2 separate regions of the Mus musculus genome follow, and region 1 is linked to region 2. Evidence: chromatin contacts called from public Hi-C data. All regions are on one chromosome and are shown on one strand. Each heading gives the region's core, a stretch centred on a gene start, on an enhancer-like site or on the middle of the called end of the contact. The rest is flanking DNA. Distances are from core to core; before and after follow the strand shown.

Evidence for each region. A called contact is a pair of places that touch in the nucleus more often than the background predicts.
Region 1: a contact with region 2 is called in a Hi-C map of cortical neurons, with 2.9 times the contacts expected there. The contact joins two enhancer-like sites. A contact is called at or near these places in 1 of 15 datasets of contacts at CTCF or cohesin (large pre-B cells), 2 of 484 Hi-C or Micro-C datasets (both in cortical neurons), 1 of 115 datasets of contacts at active chromatin or transcription factors (large pre-B cells) and 1 of 9 other capture datasets (embryonic stem cells).

The regions. Positions count from the first base shown.
Region 1 is chr16:95,942,841-95,948,292 of GRCm38.p6, forward strand. No RefSeq gene overlaps it. Among named protein-coding and RNA genes, the nearest start is that of 1600002D24Rik, 16 kb to the left of the region's middle. Within about 2 kb of position 2,746, at least 58 of the 459 cell types and tissues checked have an H3K27ac peak or open chromatin away from gene starts, as enhancers often do. A contact at or near this core is called in cortical neurons, where this site is marked.
Region 2 is chr16:95,397,492-95,402,523 of GRCm38.p6, forward strand. The region is part of intron 3 of Erg (ETS transcription factor); the gene reads right to left. Among named protein-coding and RNA genes, the nearest start is that of Erg, 130 kb to the right of the region's middle. Within about 2 kb of position 1,705, at least 26 of the 459 cell types and tissues checked have an H3K27ac peak or open chromatin away from gene starts, as enhancers often do. A contact at or near this core is called in cortical neurons, where this site is marked.

The sequences.
Region 1 (5,452 bases), core at 1,496-3,995, 550 kb after region 2:
GCCTCTGTCAGCACCTGTGCCCATGTGCTCATATGCACAGGCACATGCACACACACATCATTAAAAATTAATTTAAGGGGCTGGTGAGATGGCTCAGTGGGTAAGAGCACCCGACTGCTCTTCCAAAGGTCCGAAGTTCAAATCCCAGCAACCACATGGTGGCTCACAACCACCCGTAATGAGATCTGATGCCCTCTTCTGGTGCGTCTGAAGACAGCTACAGTGTACTTACATATAATAAATAAATAAATCTTTAAAAAAAAAAAAATTAATTTAAATCTTTAAAACATATATATCGTGGAATATATATTAGCCTCTCAGAACGTATGAGCCAATACTCTGCTCTCCCAGAGGTAGGGGGAGGGGCTGTGCAGTGTGATCCCAATGAGTCTGAGAAAGTGCCCAGACTGGCCATAAAGGGACTCAGTGCCCCAGACTGACCAAGGAGCCCTGGGGCTGGGAAGCAGTAACTATCCCTTCCTGGTAAAGAGCCACATGGGAGAAGGAAGACCTGCCTCGGAGAGGTAGGAGCAGCCATCTTGCAGCCAGACAAAGCGGCAGCCATCCCAAAGAGACAGCAGCAGGAATAAGGAAGAAGCCCCGGTCTTTGAAGTCCGCAGTGAGTGAGTTGCAGCAGGGTGAGGCATGTGAGGTATGTGCTGTACTGACTTGCTACTTAAGCCTTTTTGGTTGGGCTTACTCGTGGCTTACAGTCTTTAGCACCCAGCGGATATCAACTCTTACCCCCTCACTCGGACAGAGGCTTTCTGTCCGCACCTGCACGCCTCACCTCTGCCTTCCCTGATCTGGCTTCTGATGAAGCCTCTTCCTATACTTTGTCACCTTCTCCCTGTGTTCTCATGTGGTTGTCCCCTGTGTGGATCCAGATCCTGACCCCACCTAAAGGGACAACTGTCATGGCTGATCAGAGACCCTGGACAGCCTCATCTTAATCACTCTTTCCATGTTCCTGAGTAGTGTGTGTGTGTGTGTGTGTGCGTGTGTGTGTGTGTGTGTGTGTGTGTGCGTGCGTGCGTGTGTGTGTGTGTGTGTGTGTGTGTGTGTGTGGTGTGTGCTGTGATATATGTGTATGTGGTTTGTATGTGTGGTATAGATGTGACTGTGTATGTAGCGTGTGTGTGGTATGGTATGTGTGTGTGACCTGTTTGTGAAATGTGTACAGTATATGTATGCTACATGTATGTGTAATGTGGTATGGGTGTGTATGTGTAGTGTGGTGTGGGCTGTGTATGTGTGTGTGTGGTATATGTGTGTGGTTTGCATGTGTAAGTGCTTGTGTATGTGTGAGTGTGTGTGATCTGTGTGTGTATTGAATGGGGTGCAAGCAGGCATGTACCAGAGTATGTGTGTGGTATGTTGCACCAGGGAACAACCTCAGATATTAGTCCTTATCTTCCACCTTCTTAGAGACTGGTCTCTTGTATGCCATACACACCAGGCTAGCAGTGCACACCAGGCTAGCAGTGCACACCAGGTTAGCAGTACACACCAGGCTAGCAGTACACACCAGGCTAGCAGTTCACACCAGGCTAGCAGTTCATACCAGGCTAGCAGTTCACACCAGGCTAGCAGTGCACACCAGGCTAGCAGTGCACACCAGGCTAGCAGTACACACCAGGCTAGCAGTGCACACCAGGCTAGCAGTGCACACCAGGCTAGCAGTTCACACCAGGCTAGCTGGCCTCCAAGCTTCTTGCTGCTGTCTCTGCCTCTCATCTCACCGTAGGAACATTGAGATTATAGATGCAGGCTACCTTGATGGGCTTCTGGGAATCTGAAGTCATGTCCTCACACTTGTGTGGCAAGTCCTTTACCCACTGGGCCATCTTCCCAGTCCCCAACCCATGTACCCTTATCACGTGTATAATTTATAAAGTAAGGCTTTATGAGGGAGTGGCTTGCATACGTCACACAGCTAATGCAGTGCAAATCTGAGCATCCTGCTACCCTTGATACCACAGTGACGACACCAGACCCCACAGGTGACTCCTCTGAGTAAGGGGCCCAGACCTGTGTGTTGTCCCAGGCTGCCCAGCAACTGTCATGTGTTCCGGGCAGAGAACCTCCTTTCTAAACTGGAACCTAATCTGTGGGGCAGTGTCCCCTGAACCAGCAACTAACTATCCAGAGCACATCTATTCCAAAGATGTGTCAGAAAGGGCAGGGGGATGACTCTGTGGATATGGATAAAGTGCTTGCTGCAGTTCATGTCTCTAGCACGCATGTAAGAGCCAGGCACAGGTAGGTGTGATCCGAGAGATCCAGGGGCTGCAGTGGTTAGCCAGGCTACCAGAAAACAAACTCTAGGTTCAGTGAGAGACCCTACCTCAAACACCCGTGTGAAGCGTGATGGAAGAAACCCCTGAGGAGCCAGAGAAGGGCAGGGAGAGAGAGAGAGAACACGAGAGCATGGACCACTGACTGCTGCCTGTTCTCGGTGTGTTTACTATAAACAGAGATCGTTGATGTAAACATGGATATGCTATGGTGCTTTATTTTTAACTCTGCTGGGAAGGTGGCCATAAGCTCGGTGACTCACTGCAGTGTTCAAACTGAACGTTTCCTCACATCCCCCAAATTATACCCTCTATGTGGAATCAGAAATCACGGGCTCAGAGAACAGCCTTTATAGTACACGGGTACAAAGAGCAGAAAATGCGTAATGCCTCACACCTAGAAGCCAGTCCAAAAAAAAAAGGCGCCCAACGCCCGTATTACAACGCACATCTAGCGCCACCTTGAGGACAAGATGTGAAAGTGACACTGGAGGCCCAGAACCCAAGCCAACTGTGGGAAGACGGATTAAATAGAAACACAGCCAGCTGAGGTCACCACTGTCTCAAGGCTCCCATGAAGAAACAACAGTGCTGACTCAGTTCGTCCTGGGCCTCTCTTGAATTTTCTATCCAAGAAATACACGCTGTGTTTGCAAGTTGCACCAGAGCTTGGTTGGTGAAGTGGGGGATGGTGCACCCATGAACAGGGGCTCCGGCGGCCAAGTGGAGATGCTAAACCCTGTGCATGCCTTTGTGTGGGCTGAGATCTGTTTTCAGCGGATTACTATAGCACCCAACACCATCCAAAAAATGTCAGACAAGTTGACCACAGCAATTAAGTTGTCTGCCATCTGCGAGGGGCTTGGCTTACAGCTTACTGAAGTTAAATATATTTTGAAAAGAAAAAAAGCCAAGTTTCTCAATGTTTTGCCTATCTGTCAATCTCAACCACGTTAGCCTTGGAGTGTCTGAAGGGAGGATTGTTCTCCCTCAAGGAATCGTTTAGCATTGGCATGCTGAAATTTCAGAACACAAGGAGCACTCCAAAAATGAATTACTCCTTGAGAAACCCCGATTCTAATCTTGGGGTTGGCAGAGCCAAAACCCAGCTAGAAAGTGAGCCAGGCTGCAAGATGAAGGTCTTCTATCATCACCCCAGATGACAAGTTCTTTTCCAGAGGAAAATTTCCCTGCATGCAAACCCAAGCTCACATTCCTGCCTCTGTTTCTTCAAGCCATAGAATTATCTAAAGGTGACAGTCAAACTCACAGTGCGACACTCACAAAAACCTTTACCCTCTGAGCTGCATCTCCAGGCTGAGCTGTAGGAGAGGAGGCTGGATCATCTGTAATCCTACTATATACCTGCCCAGAACCAGCCAGATCCTTTCCAGTGGCCCAGCTTTGACCAAAGCAACTTTTCATTCTTCTTGGAGGCAAAGTATCCCAGGACCAAGAAAAGCATTGTTGAATGTTGAATGTTTCCCCTCTGCACAAGGCTAGGAAGACAATGTGACTTTCTCGGGTGATAGATGGTAAAAGACAAAGCAGTATGTGGTGCCTCACATCTGCAATCCCAGCTCTTTAGGGATAGGAGCAGAGGGTTTAGAGTTCAAGGCCTGGATTACATAGAGAGACTCTGTCTCACAGAAGAGGGACAGAAGGAAGTTGATGTGGCTGGGGAGGGGTGGGGGAATTATGGTGGAATGCTGATAAACTGATTCCCTAGGAAGAAAATCAAATCCCCTATGTGAAGCTGTTTCAAGTTCCATGATGTAAGTATGCCTACACTGGCCAATGTCCAGCCATTGATAGTTTAACAGTCAGGTGGCAACACTCCTAAATCCTCAACAGCTATTTCCCAGAAGCTGCAGGAGCCAGCCTTCGCTCAGAAGTATCTTGGCAGAATGGAGAATGACCACCACTGCCCATGTGCTTAGTAATTTGTGTATGTATGCCAATAGGTCAGCCAGCACTGATCAAATGCCAACAGAGACACTGGAGAATAGAAGAGAGTCTTCCATTAAGACCCTCGAGGACAATGGCTGGTTTTATTGCTTGTTTGATCTGTTCAGAATACTCTCTCCCCTTCTGGATACTTTGCTTAAAAAAAAAAATCAGACCATGGGAGGAACATGGTGCCAGGTGTTTACACAGCATGACCCTGGGCTGAGACATGGTATAGACTGGAGCAGACACTGATGGGCAGGAAAGCACTGTGGGGACAGCCACTTGAAATAGAAAGTCACTTCCCTTGATTCAAAAAGACTAGACCTAAAGGAGAGTCAGGGAGAGATAGAAAGAGAGAGAGACAAAGATATATATATATATATATATATATATATATATATATATATATATATATAGAGAGAGAGAGAGAGAGAGAGAGAGAGAGAGAGAGAGATTTACACAGCAAGCACTCTAATGACTAAGATGACCCTGCCTCCTCCTTACCTGTCAGCCCTAGTCTTTAATTTTGTAGCTCATGAAAGTGACTTCTATTCTTTTTTTAAAGATTACTTATTATATACAGTGTTCTACCTGCATATGTGCCTGCATGCCAGAAGAGAGTGCCAGACCTCATTACAGATGGTTGTGAGCCACCATGTAGTTGCTGGGAATTGAACTCAGGACCTCTGGAAGAGCAGTCAGTGCTCTCAACCACTGAGCCATCTCTCCAGCCCATGATTTCTATTCTAAGTGAGAGTCCACACAGATTTATAGTTTTCTTGCCCATCCTGCATGTCTACTAACTATTCCACATGCACGCACGTGTAACACACATACATACGCACACTCATACATATAAATATACACAAACACATACACACACTCACATATACACAATTACACACATATAAACACAGTAACACACACACATAGCACAGCACAAAGAAGCCAATTTTCTATTCTACTTAAGGAAAAACATATTACCTGCACTATCAGAGGAAATGGACCCAAAATATTATCAACCATCCCTTCCTTATAGCCTTCCTATCCAGACACTATTCCATATGCATTCTCTGGTTTCACGCAGTGTCCTGACACAGTCTAGGATATCTCTATAGATGGGGCAGTTGAGGCTGCTAAGATCCCCACAGGAAAAACAGAACCAACACCAGATCCTGATAGGAGTGCGGTGTCTGCTTTTCTGG
Region 2 (5,032 bases), core at 455-2,954:
GAATCAAGTGAATGGTGCTTGTAGAATGATGTCCAAGCATGAGGAAGCATGTCTGGTTTCGACATGCATTTACATGCAGGGGTCCTACACATATGTGCACATGCACACACACACACACAAACAAGGATGTACATGCATGCACATGTGCATGCAAATACATGCATGCACACACACATGTACACAGGCACACATGTGTGCGCGCACACACATGTGTATGTATACACATGCACACACATGCTCGAGTACATTGTACATCCTTACAACTTCTCTTCTTGTGCTCTCTCTCCTTCCTCTGCCTTCAGTGCTGAAGTCTCTGCTCTAATTCACCTAGCATCTGCTGTAACCTGCCAAACTCACTTCCAGTTCTCCGTCTCTAGAATTGTATTTTCTCAGTGTCTTTGAAACTGGTGAATGACTGACTGTATCAATTTCTGATAAATCTCTCCAGGTGAACCCCAGGATGCTTCCCTTACAACTGTGGAAAGTTAGGAAGCCCTCGTCTGAGAACTAGAAAACCAGTGGTGACCATCCGTGGTTGACTTTGACTGAGTAACCATTTCTAAAAAGGACTGAATATCACCTTGATGCTTTGGTGATGATTCCCTTAGATGAAACATATAAAGTAAATGCAAAAACTGACAAACACTGTAAAAAATTAACACAGCAGCATGAACAGGTATATACGTGTATATGCATGCATATAGGTATATATATGTACATGTGTATTGTTATGTGTGCATGTGCATATGTGTACACATGAATATATATATATATGTGTGTGTGTACATGTTTATACACCTGTACATGTATGTACATGTGTATGTGTACATGTGTAACATATGTACATGTGTACATATGTATGTATGTGTGCGTGTGTATGTGTATGCATATATGTATGGGTGTGCATGTATGTGTGTATATGCATATATACATGTGTGCACATGTGTATTCATGTGTGTGTACATACGTATGCTTGTGTTGCTGACACCTGGTTCTTCACTGCACCTCAGTAGCTCTTCTGTTTTCCATCACACAACTTCCTGCTTATAACTAGCTATTAGATGTCACAGTCTCTAAACGCCATCTGCAACTGTTAGGTTATGATACCATAGGAAGAACATGGTGCTGATGGGCTGAGGAGATGGTTCAGTTGGTAAAGTGCTTGCAAGGACCCAGGTTCAATCTTCAGAACCCACACACTTTAATAAAGTTTCATGGAGGTACAGAAAAGCTCGATTTTCAGATTTTTCCTAAGAGGTAACAAGGGTCACTGTCATGACTGGCCCACCACTCTCACCCCTACTCCAAACAGGACAGGCTGAGTGAGGATGCATCTCAGGACCGGATCCCAGTGGAGTGTAACTGGGATGAGTCTCAGGCCTGGGTCCCACTGGAGTGTAACTGGGATGAGTCTCAGGTCCGATCTCACTGTAGTGTAATCCAGTCTAACCTCCCCCAAAGCCCCTGCCTAGTGCTGTTAATCAACCAAACCACCCTACCCAGGTTTCACAGTGTGAATGAAAGCAAGTCCCCACAAAAGGTATTTTTAGGGCTTCAGACAAGGAGTGGATTGTCTGGCCAGCTCTGGTGTAATTTGTGGGCCTGTTTTATTTCTGAATCAGATGCAGTGGAAAAGCTGCTTCAGAGCCCACGGCGGAGCAGCGGGTGGGGCTCGGCGTGATTCATGTGCGACTCCGGGCTCAGCCTGAACTATACATGTCTGTCTTCTCAGCTGCGTGTTATTTTTACTCTGGCTAAATATTCTCTTACACCTGGGATCTCTGCCTCTTCTGAACAACCCTATTCCTAGCCCTTTCTCAAGCAGCTGAAGGCAAAATTAATTAATCGCTAACTCAACAACAGTTCATTCTTTGTCTCCCAAAAGGGACTTGACATTTCCCGATGAGTTTAATTATTTAAATACATGCCTCTATTTATAGCTGAAAATGGTTATCAGCAAGACTGTGCCCATTTGGGTCTTGGAAACTAGAGGGAAATCCAAACTCTGTGGAGGGATTCTCACTGGGGACTAGAATATTCTACAGAATGCAACTTCTAAAGTTCCACAACGAAGTTCACACACAGCATCTCCATTTTGAGTTTCTTTAGCTTTGTTTGAAATACATTTTTCCGAAAGAAAGTAATCACTGAAATCATTCTGGGGTTCTGTGTGTGTGTGTGTGTGTGTGTGTATAAGTGCGCGCATGCGTACACATATGTGTATGTCCATTTTTGGGTATGTATATTTGTGTGTATGTACATATGTGTGTATGTATGTGTGTACACATGTGTGTATTTGTGTGTGTCTGTATGTGTATATGTCTTTGTGTGTACACACATGACTGTACATTTGTGTGTATCTCTGTATGTCTGTGTGTGTGCATGTGCATGTGTGTCTATACATTTGTGTGTGTCTGTGTGTATGTCTGCGTGTTTGCATGTGTTTGCATATGTGCATGCATACATGTGTGCATCTATGTGTGCATCTCTCTGTATGTATCTGTGTGTATTTCTGTGTGTGTCTGTGTGCATCTATGTGTCTGTGTGTATGTCTGCATTGTGTGTCTGTATATATGTATGTATGTAGGTAGGTAGGTATGTATATCTGTGTGTGTCTGTGCGTGTGAATGTGTGTGTCTGTGTGAGTGTGTCTGCGCATGAGTGTGTCTGTGTTTATTCTTGTGTATGTATATGTATTATTTATAGTGTGCATGTGTCTGTGTGTTTGTGTGTATTCCCTGTATACATGTGTATGTCTCTGTGTGTGTTATGTATGGTATGTATGCGTGTGTATGTATTCCTTGAGTATGTGTATATGCCTCTGTGTGTTATGTATGTTGTACATGTGTCTCTGTGTGTTTATGTATGTCGTATGTATGTTTGTGTGTCTTCCTGTGTCTCCCTGTTTATGTAGTATGGATGTCTGTGTATATTCCTCTGTGTGTGTGTATGTGTGTATTTCTGTGTATGTATATGCAGTGTGTGTGGTTTATGTGTTGTGTTTCTGTATTTCTATTTGTGTGATATTATGTACATGTGTGTACATAATGTGGAAGCCAGAGGTTGATACTGGGTGTCATTCCTCAGTCTACTTCTCTCTTGTATTTTGAGGCAGGGTCTCTCACTAGGACGGACAGCTCACCGATTAGGCAATGCTATCTTGCTAAGGAGACCAAGGCAAGTCCTACCTGTCTCTGCATGACCCAGGGATGAGATTAGAGGTGTGCGCTATGCTGTGTGCTCGGCTTTTACAGAGATTCTGGGGATCCAACTTCAGGCCCTGGAGACTGCATCCAAAGCACTTTTCTGAACTGTCTCCCACCCCAAGCTTTGGATTTTTTATATCTTAAAATATGTAAATTCTGATCAACTGAAAGGACTTCACTTTCAAGACAGAAGATGCCAAAGCTAGGCATTTCCCCTAGCAGCAGCCTTTCAGCAGCCCTAGCGAGGACACAGCCCTGTGTCCCCTCTTTTACATAACGGTGCCCATAGGAACAAAGATGGCAGGAAGCTGAGGAGAATGGAGGAAGGCAGGTGAGAAAGAAACAGCAGAGCCTCCGTGTCCTGCCAAACCCAGTGCTTTGTTCATCAAGTCTACATATATCACCTTTGCAGCAGTGAGCTCACCTTTACCAAGCCATAGGGTCCATGAAAGTAAAAAGAGCCAGATTATCAGGCCCTGCCATGGCCAGCACGGGGCAGCTCCTCACTGAGCCAACATGAAGAAACCCAATATGATGAAATTAGATAGACGTTGGGAGAATGCTAGGATACAAGGGTAGAGCCTTCATCTCAGGATGGGTCTTTAAGAAAATTCAGGGCCGTCTCAGTGGATAAAATGCTTGTTATGCGAAGATTCAGATCCCCAGCACCCACATAAAAGATAGGTAGGTGTGGCCACTTACATAAAATCCCAGAGCTTGTGTGGCAGAGACAGGGGATCTGCCAGGGTAGACTAGGTAGCTGGTTGAGTTAGCTGGCAAGTTCCGGGTTCAATGAGAGACTCAGCCTTAGTACATAAAGAAGAAAACAACTGAGGAAGACATCTGATACCAACCTCTGGTGCTTACACACTGCACACTGGCATTCCTAACAAACAGCAGAGAGAGAGACAGAGAGAGAGACAGAGAGACAGAGACAGAGGTAGACAGAGACAGAGAGAAAGAGAGCTACAGAGAAAGGCACACAGAGAAAGACAGAGGCAGACAGAGAGACAGAGATACAGAGAGAGGCAGACAGAGAGACAGAGAAAGACAGACAGAGAGAGGCAGAGACAGACAGAGACAGAAAGAAAAAAGACAGAGACACAGAGATACACGGAGATAACGAGACAGGGATAGAGACAGACAGACAGAAGAGACAGATAGAATTTGCTCCTCAGTCATGCAAGCACGCAGCAGGAAGCTACCCTCAGTGATCAGGAAGCAGGTGCTCACCAGACACCAAATCGGTCGGTGACCCGGTGCTGGGTTTCTCAACCTCTGGGAATAAGAGGAATATACTTATGCTGCTTATAAGCCAACCTATCTTGGGTATTTCTGTCATAGACACCCAAGCGGACTCATTGGAAAGTCTCCCAGCACAGCCACAGTCTGGAGGGCAGCAGAGCTCAATTAGGAGGCAACTTGCTTGCCAATTCATGTCGGAGCCCTGAGGCAGAAGGGAGCAAGTGCCCAGGAATATCACTGCCCCCAGATCATGCCCAACGCTCGCCAAGTACAAGAAGCATATGAATAGCAAACCCAAGCTGAAAGAGAAGCCAGGCCTGCGGATAGCTTCAAGTGTTCAACAAGAGTTGGTTGCACATAGGTACACAAAGCACTGATTCTAACACAGTGACACACAGAAACTGTAAAGAGTGTGCACCTGACACAGGACTTTGAAGCTTGATTTCAAGTTCAGTGAGTATCCACTGAAGGCCACTGTAAAGGGCCCACCTGGGGGCTCCTTGTCACATTTAAGACTTTTAGGTGCAGTGCCTGTTAGCATCTGTTAGCCTCCAACACAAGAAGACATGAGATCAGGGAGA